Linked DNA regions of Zea mays: region 1 is linked to region 2. Evidence: chromatin contacts called from public Hi-C data. All regions are on one chromosome and are shown on one strand. The core of a region is the stretch at or near the end of the contact, and the rest is flanking DNA. Distances in the headings are between cores, read along the strand shown.

Region 1 (4,387 bases), core at 1,807-4,306, 140 kb after region 2:
CGACTTGTCCACCTCCCACACTTTCCATCCATACAATCCTCACACCTACTTCTAGAGAAAAAATAAAAAATAGATAGAAGAGAGAGAGAAACAAGCCACTCATTTTTGAAGCGCCAAGCAAATGTCGTAGCAGACAGTCTCCTCACTTGCCTCCCTTGAACGGAAAGTGGCAGCAGCGGTCTTTACAGTTACAGCAATGCGGGGCATGCCATTGCCATCACCCACGGGTCGGTCACAGGCCGAGCAGGATGTAGTAGACGAGCGTGATCGGCAGGGCGATGAGCATGCCAAAAATGACTCTGCAAGCAGGAAAAGGGAGGGTTAGCAACAGGCGCCTGTGGTGTCAGCGAGCGGCGACTGAGAGAATCTTTGAACAGATCTTGGTGTGCTCGTGTCTTCCGACACGGGGAACTTACGCGGTGCTGAGAATGTCAGGGTGCACGTTGTACTCCTTTGCGAAGACGAAGGGGACAATGCCCTGAGGCAGAGCTGCCTGCTCGTTCCGCCGTTTGGCGAAGCAAAAAACCAAAAGCACAGTGAGAAAAAAAGGGTAACTTTTGTGCTGTCCGCCGAGCGCAAAAGGCCACGGCGAGAGAGGTGGGAGAGAGAGGCGAGCACGAGGGAGGAGGGGGACCGAGAAAGGAAACAGCGCAGCGATGATTCTTGCTGTTGCAGGCGGGCGTGCCGGCGGGGTATATTGTGAAATCTATCCGTCTTCCCCTCCCCACCCTCAGAAGTCAGAAGTACCTGGACGATGGCGACGTGCAGAAGCGTGCCGCGGAGGCCCACGGCGAAGGACGCGGCCGCCATAACCGCCGGACCGGTCAGGAAGCGCACCGCCATGGCGAACGTCGCCACCTTGTTCCCGCACGCGATGATCCGCGGCTGCAGCGCCATGAACAGCCCTGCACGCCGATGGCGATACGTCCCGGTGATTCACTCTACTGTTCGATACCGAGGTGTAGTGTAGTAGGGTCTAGCTAGGAAAGTTAGGCCGCAGCCGGTACCCACCGAGACTGAACATGGCCATCCCGAGCCCCGCGTCCGACAGGATGGAGATGGACTGCAGGACGATGGCCGGCATCTGGAAGTTCCACCTGCAGGACACACACCAGCAGATCCAACAGCGAAGCTATCAATCGGCTAGCTGCCTCGCATCGCCAGAGCTAGATCACCCGCTACCGCTACTCTACTCCGCCGGCCGGTGCATGCATGCATGCCGCCGTATCGGTTGGTAGCTGGGTAGCTGCTAGTAGTACGGACCTGAAGCAGACGAGCGACCAGATGACGCCGATGAGGCTGGAGTAGGTGTTTGGGTTGCGGATGAGCTTGCGCCACACCATGATCAGGATCAGCCGGGTCATGACGCTCGTCGGCGGCATCGCCGTCGGCGCGGCCACCGTGCTGGGGTCCCCGCCCGCCGCCGCGGCTTTCCCGTCCCCCGCCTCCGCGTCCCTGTCCATCGCGCCCCTGTTCCCGAAGCTGAACTCGTCGCGCTCCACGTAGTCGTCCCTGTCCTTGCCTCCATCCACTTGTTTATCCAAGGAAAGAAAGAATACAAATTAGCCCGAGAAACACTCCCCCAAGGGCGGAGCGAGCAAGCGGCGGGAAAGATTGCTACTTTTGCGGGGGGACTTGGCGGCCGCGGCCTCGTTGTAGTCCGGGGCGCCACCGCCGAAGACGTCCGACACGGGCGACGCGCTGGAGCTCCAGACGAACATGTGGAGGTCCTCGCCCTTGGCCTGCCCGTTCGTCGCCGCCTTCCTGGCGCCCTTGGGCGCCGCGGCCACGGCCGGGTTCGGCGCGGGGTAGTGAGCCGCCCCCGCCCCGGACGTCGCATTCACCACGGGGAGAGGGTACTTGGGCTTGGACGCGTCGTCCTCGTAGTTGGACGGGCGCGGCGTGGCGCCGGTGCGGATGCCGAACGCGTCGGCCGCGCCGAAGTTGGAGCTGCGGCCGACCATGGAGTAGAAGTCGTTGTGGTTGAAGCTGGAGCCCCGCGGGGTCGGGTTGCGCGACGACTGCAGCGAGTAGATCTCGGCGTTGGTCAGGTTGCTGGGGCGCGGCGTGGTGCTGGAGAAGCCCATGGAGCGGCGCGAGTAGATGTCGGAGCGCGAGGCGTTGGAGCGGCGCACGGTGACGTGTATCCTGCCGTCCTCCTTGACCTCGGCCTCCGTCTCGATGGCGTCCCTGCGGCCGTCGAGGGAGACCACGTCCGGGTCGACGACGATGGAGGCGATGGCCCCGGCGTTGTCCGGGAACTGCTCGGTGATGAGCATCCGCGCGCCGCGGTACTCGAACATGAAGAGCATGAGCGTGTACCAGATGATGCACTGGAGCACGACGATCTGCACCATGAGGCTGCCGGAGAAGTCGCCGTACATGCCCTTGAGCAGGGGGATGCCCATGACGAGCGTGTTGGGCAGCGTGGAGAGGGAGAAGAGCGTGATGGTCCACTCCAGGCTGCCCCGGCGGCTGAGGTGGCTCCACGCGGTGAGCATGGCCAGCACCATGAGCTTCTGCAGCGTGTCGGCGGCGATGAAGCGCAGGTTCATGGTGTAGGGGTTGTTGGTGGAGATGAAGTGGAAGGACAGCAGCGGCACCGCGAAGAGCGCCACGAAGCGGTTGATCCCGGAGCACTGGTCCGGCGAGAAGATGCGCCACCACCGCACCGACCCGTAGGCCAGGATCATCGCCACGTACAGCGGCACCACGGCCGTCATGACGTGGTAGAAGTCCGTCCCCGTAATCATCTTGGAGCGCTCTCACGACGCTGGCTCCCTCACTCACCCAGCAGCCCCCGGTGAGCTGAACGCCGCTCGCTACACTCTCCGGCCACCACGCTAGCTACTCCGAACCTTAGCTTTACAGCTGAGCTTAGCTAAGACGAGCCAGTGGGCTGTTCAGTTCACTCAGCTAGATAGAGCTAGTGAGGAGGGTGGGAGAGAGAAGGAAGGGAAGGAGGAGGTGCTCGGCGCGGTGGTGGGTGTGCGTGGGAGTGATTTATTTAGGCGCTGGCGCGCGAGGTGGCAGCGAGCCCCAAGCTCTCCTTGGACCATCCCTTGTTTGCTTCCTTCAGTCATTCCTCGCTTTTTTTTATCATCTAAACAGCGGAACGGCGCGCTGTGCTGTGAAGGGTGATTTGGTACGGTGTAGGGTGGAGCACGATAGACAGGCAGCCGCTCCGTTCTTTGTTTGGTTAGAGAGCTATATAAGTGCAGAGAGTAGGAGAGCGCTCGTGTCGTGTCCAGGAGAGCGTTCATATCATGTCGTTTTGGTAGAGCGTGAGCACTCTAACTATTTATAGTAAATTTTCATATGCAGACTCCAACAGTTGCTCCGCTTCTCTTTTATTGAAACCAAACATTAAAAAATTAGGAATTGAGACGTTTTATGCATTCATTCTACTCCACTTCTCAACCAAACGCAACCTTAGTATCGCATTATATGCAGCTTAGTAAAATATAATTATATACTAAATTATAACATACGGGTAGTAGTATAATACAAATGTACATGCCCGTATGGCCGTATCAATGTTAAACTGAAATTCGTAGTTAAGTGAGCTGACAGCTGAGCTATATATATACTGATCGAACTCGGCTGACAATAGAGGGTGTAGTGGTCGGTACACACTGGCTTGGAGTCGGTTACTTCTCGTTGCCTGCCAGTGCCAGGTAGTAAGGTTGCTTTGCCATCGTTCACGGAGTGTGAAACTGGAATGCGCACTTTTTTTCTCACCTTTTAGACGTGAGGTCCAGGAGCGGTGTTCCTTTGGGGAGCAGTTTTCGTAGTACTCTCCCAAAGTGAAAGCCTGAAAGGAAAGGAAGGAGTGGGATATGTTTGGTGGGCTCGATGGCGGCTGCCCGGACGGAATGGGGGCTATGCAATGCAGTGACGTGTCGGGCCCCCGGTCCGTCGCCTTTCCTCCGCCAACTGTCGTGCTCGTGCCACCCGTAACATAACAGAGCTCGGAAAAAAAAAAGTCCGCCAGAAATGACCACAAATGGCCATCAGTGCCGACGGACGACGAAGAATCTGCTAGGAGGAGGGCTAGGCAAAAGGCTGCCCGCCGGCGTAGCTATGAATGAATATTCCCGAAACGTCAGCTCAGTCACACAGGCCGGTATCGCGATCCGTGATGAGCCGACCAAATCTCTCATCCTCCTCTTCGCGCCACAGGCCACAGCCAGTGGATGGCAAGGTTCAAGTCAACCGAAAGCTTCTCAAGTGCGTGAGCTGAAACATGCCTAGTACTGAGAATACTCTGCTAGTGGCGGTCTGGCACTGGCAGTGAAGTGAGATGCGTGAGAAATGACCGTGAAAAGATGGCGTGCTCGGGTAACAGAAAGTCTGAATTACTGTTAACACGTTAGGTACCCGATCT
Region 2 (4,338 bases), core at 244-2,743:
CTTTTGACTTCACCTCAGCCTCTGTGACACCAGCAAGGATTATGCCTCCAGTTGCAGTCTCTCGGATTTGAATTGGCACTCTGCCAGGGGCTGATGCTTTTGCCATAGAACCTGCATCAAGTCTTACAGCAGCTTGATTTGCATCGAGCAAATCAAAAACATCTTCCTTGAATATCTGAAATCCATAGCAGCACAGCACGCAATGATAACAAGCTAAGAGATGCTGGTACAAATAAGAAAGAGACAAGTGCCACTAGGTATCTCACCTCAATAAAAGATACTCTAATTAAAAACTCTGAGCCATCCTTTGAGGTGTCAACTTTTCTAAATATTGTATCCATAACTTGAGGAATTATCCCACCGCAGTTCTCTTCACCGCTATAGTTAGTACCCATTGTGTATGTCTTGCCAGAACCGGTCTACGGTTGTCAAAGGAAAACGACTTAAGTAACAAAATAATCATCAAAAAGACAATCCTCTAACAAAACAAACTTCATCACACAAAAGAATTGCACCTGGCCATATGCTAGAACAGTGGCATTGTATCCGCTGAACAATGCATCGATCAAGGGGTGCACGCATTGCTCAAATATTAATGATGATGAAGGGCCCGAGCTGCCATAGACGTGATCAAAAGTGAAGACATGGGGCCCAATTTGAACCTGAAACAACATAGAAACAAATGATCATATGTTTGAACTTGCTAGCCATTTCGAGTATGAATACCCTGACAAAGAGGCATATGCTCGTTCAGAATCTGATTCAACAAGTGTATTGTAATTTCAACTATGAAATTATATAATACTATAGAAGAGTCGGAAATCAGCAAATACGATGGTCCTGAGCATAAATCTGAAGATCTTCAGCACCTATGTACATCCCGTTCAATTTGTATACAAGCAATGCTGATGAACTCATCAATTCCAAGTCCCATTCCAAACCAATCAGACACTATCAGATCGGTACCTGAGGTTCGCCTTGCGTGACTGTGACGCAATCCGTGCAGCCATCCTGCAGCTCCACCGTGATGAGCGGCCTTATGTTAACGGCCACCTTCACACTGTCCTTCTGCGGATGCGCGGCCGCCGCCTCTGTGGTCTCCATCGGAACCCTGATCGTGAATTCCCCAGACTGAACAGACAACACCAGAGAATACCCTAAAATCTCCCCCAAAATGCGCGGAAAAACTCACCTCAAACCGGCGGATCGAGCCGGATTAGCCACGCTCTGCGACATACAACGGCGAGCTGCACGTGGTTTGGGGATTTAGGATGCGGCGAGCTTAGCTAGGCTTGGGGTCGATCGCCCCCTCGAGGGGGGAGAGAGGGCGGGGGAGGAAGAGAGAGAGAGACGAGCGGAATGGCGAACGGGTGAGACTTGAGAGCGAGCAGCGCCCGGCGCCCGCTCGGAGGATTTCGAAAAACTAGGGCGTGGCGTGAGCTGCGGACCGATCACTGAAGGCTTAACGCATACCTGTTTGCAAACATGGTCTGTGCCTCTATAGACGTCGGGGAGCACAGAACTCCACGTTCGGGTGCGGTTTCGAATTCCAACTATAGGAAATGACGGCTCTAGACATGGCAACGGCTCTTTTAATTAGAGAGTTTGTTATAGTCTAATTACAAAACTAATTATATAAAGACTAAATATCGAGTTAAATTTTTAAGCATAATTAATTTATAATTAGCAAATGTTCATTGTAGCATAACATATGCAAATCATAGAGTGATTAGACTTAATAGATTCGTTTTGTCGTTTAGTTCTTATTTATGTAATTAGTTTTGTAATTAAATTATATTAAATACTTCTAACTAGCATCAAAACATCAAATGTGACACGGACAAAAATTTAGTAGAAAGAACCAAATATGTCCTTAGGCAGTGCCACGTTGGAAGGAAATCTCGAATCCTAAGGCTATCGACACTATAGTACGCTACCTGTTGTGTTAAGGCTATCTGCATTATATGATACTCTATATTGTTATCCATATCACTATTTGTAATTGAAAGTCGCCTAGAGGGAGGTAAATAGTCGGAATTTGAAAATTATAAACTTAAGCACACACTACAAGCCAGGGTTAGCGTTAGAAATGAATTCGAGTCCGAATGGGAGGGGAAACAAATCAACCAAGAAATAAAGCGGATGAACACGGTGATTTGTTTTACCGAGGTTCGGTTCTAAAGAACCTAGTCCCCGTTGAGGTGGTCACAAAGACCGGGTCTCTTTCAACCCTTTCCCTCTCTCAAACGGTCACTTAGACCGAGTGAGCCTTTTCCTTAATCTCCCGGGTCACTTAGACCCCGCAAGGACCACCACACACTTAGGTGTCTCTTGCTTCGATTACAAATCACTTGAGAAAAGAAATGAGAAAGGAAGAAGGCAATCCAAGAGGCAAGAGCTCAAAAGAACACAAAATCTTTTTCTCACAAGTCACTAAGTGCTTGATTTGAATTTGGGACTTGGAGAGGCTTTGATCTTTTGAATTGTGTCTAGGAGTGAATGCTAGAGCTCTTGTAATGAATGTGATACTCATAAATCTTGGATGCTTAGAGTGGTGGTGGTTGGGGGTATTTATAGCCCTCAACCACCAACAAGCCGTTGGGGTGGCTACTGTCGATGGGCGCACCGGACAGGCACTGTTCAGTGTCCGATGCGCCTCTGACTCTGCGATCTGCTCTGCCACGCACTGTTGTGCACTGTTCCTATGTGCTTTAGCTTTTGCAGGCGACCATTGCACGAAGTAGTCGTTGCTCCGCTGGTGCACCGGACAGTCTGGTAGCACACCGGACAGTCCGGTGAATTATAGCGGAGCGTGTTGGCAAAAACCCGAGAGTGGCTGGTTTGGGATTGTACGGTCCTGATGCACCGGACACTGTCCGGTGCGCCAGACCAGGGCACACTCGGTTTCTTGCTCCTTTGTATTTGAACCCTATCTTCAATCTTTTTATTGGTTTGTGTTGAACCTTTATGCACCTGTAGAACATGTATTCTAGAGCAAACTAGTTAGTCAATTATTTGTGTTGGGCATTCAACCACCAAAATTAATACTGGGAAAAGGTTAACCCTATTTCCCTTTCAATCTCCCCCTTTTTGGTGACTGATGCCAACACAAACCAAAGCAAATATATAAGTGCAGAATTGAACTAGTTTGCATAAGGTAAGTGCATAGGTTACTTGGAATTAAACCAATTTATAATTTCACTAGATATGAATGGATTGCTTTCTTTTATTTAACATTTTGGACCACATTTGCACCACTTGTTTTGTTTTTGCAAATCTTTCTGGGAGATCTTTTCAAAGTCTTTTGCAAATAGTCAAAGGCATATAAATAAGATTGCAAGAAGCATTTTCAAGATTTGAAATTTTCTCCCCCTGATTCAAATGTTTTTCCTTTGACTAAACAAAACTCCCCCTGAATGAAATTCTCCTCTTAGCTTTCAAGAGGGTTTTAATAGATACCAATTGGAAGTATGTAATTTAGATGCCAATTTTGAAAATATACCAATTAAAGAAATTGCTTATCACAAGATACCAATTGGAAAAACAAATTTTTTGTGAAAAAACAATTAAATCATCATTTCGAAAATTTTTAAAGTTGTTGGTGCGGTCCTTTTGCTTTGGGCTTAATATTTCTCCCCCTTTGGCATTAATCGCAAAAAACGGAGACTTTTGAGAGCCCCATTTATTTTCTCCCCCATTGGTACAAGTAAATATGAGTGAAACATTATACCAATTTGAGAGTGATGTGTAGTGACGGCGAAGTGTAGCGCTGTCAGAGTCGACTGTTGCTCGCAGGTAGCCGTTACCCCGCTGGCTCCCCGGACAGTCCGGTGGCACACCGAACAGTCCAGTGAATTATAGCGGAGCGCGCCTGCGTTTTCCCGAGAGTGGCTGGTTTAACCTTGTACGGGCCTGGTGCACCGGACACTATTCGGTGGCACACCGAACAGTCCGGTGCGCCAGTCCACAGCACACTCAAGTCCTTTTGCTCCTTTTGAATTGGGTCCTGTTAGGGACTTGTTCTCTACTGCTATGAATTGAGAACAAGGAAACACAAAATGTTGATGGTTAAGGCCCTTCGTCTTTCGAAGCATGATCTCCCTTAGGATATAATAATCTTCGGACGAAGGTCGTGAAGGACGTACCTTCATCATCGCAATATATATTAATGAAAGAAGAAACATATGAAACATAAGAAATAACATGAATAATCATATGACATTATTAATATATCTTTATTATATCATCACGAATGAACATGAACAATATCAAATTATATTTGTACCTTCGGCTTGACAAAAGGCAAAAGTCCAAGTGTGACGCGCGAGTGAATACAAG

The links. Hi-C and Micro-C count contacts between places; a contact is called where the count stands out from the background.
Region 1: a contact with region 2 is called in a Hi-C map of leaf, with 6 times the contacts expected there. The contact joins the promoter of LOC103627718 here to the promoter of LOC103627713 in region 2. A contact is called at or near these places in 5 of 25 Hi-C or Micro-C datasets (bundle sheath, ear, endosperm and 2 more).

Annotation. Positions count from the first base shown.
Region 1 is chr5:214,837,392-214,841,778 of Zm-B73-REFERENCE-NAM-5.0, forward strand. It overlaps LOC103627718 (auxin efflux carrier component 1a), which reads right to left and starts at 3,057. Exons shown (of 6, transcript XM_008648028.2): 1 at 1,622-3,057; 2 at 1,264-1,531; 3 at 1,012-1,097; 4 at 748-905; 5 at 417-493; 6 at 1-299. The coding sequence starts at 2,753. The coding sequence ends at 233.
Region 2 is chr5:214,698,611-214,702,948 of Zm-B73-REFERENCE-NAM-5.0, forward strand. LOC103627713 (kinesin-like protein KIN-4C) reads right to left here and starts at 1,494. Exons shown (of 27, transcript XM_008648022.4): 1 at 1,193-1,494; 2 at 967-1,111; 3 at 516-662; 4 at 267-419; 5 at 1-175. The coding sequence starts at 1,236.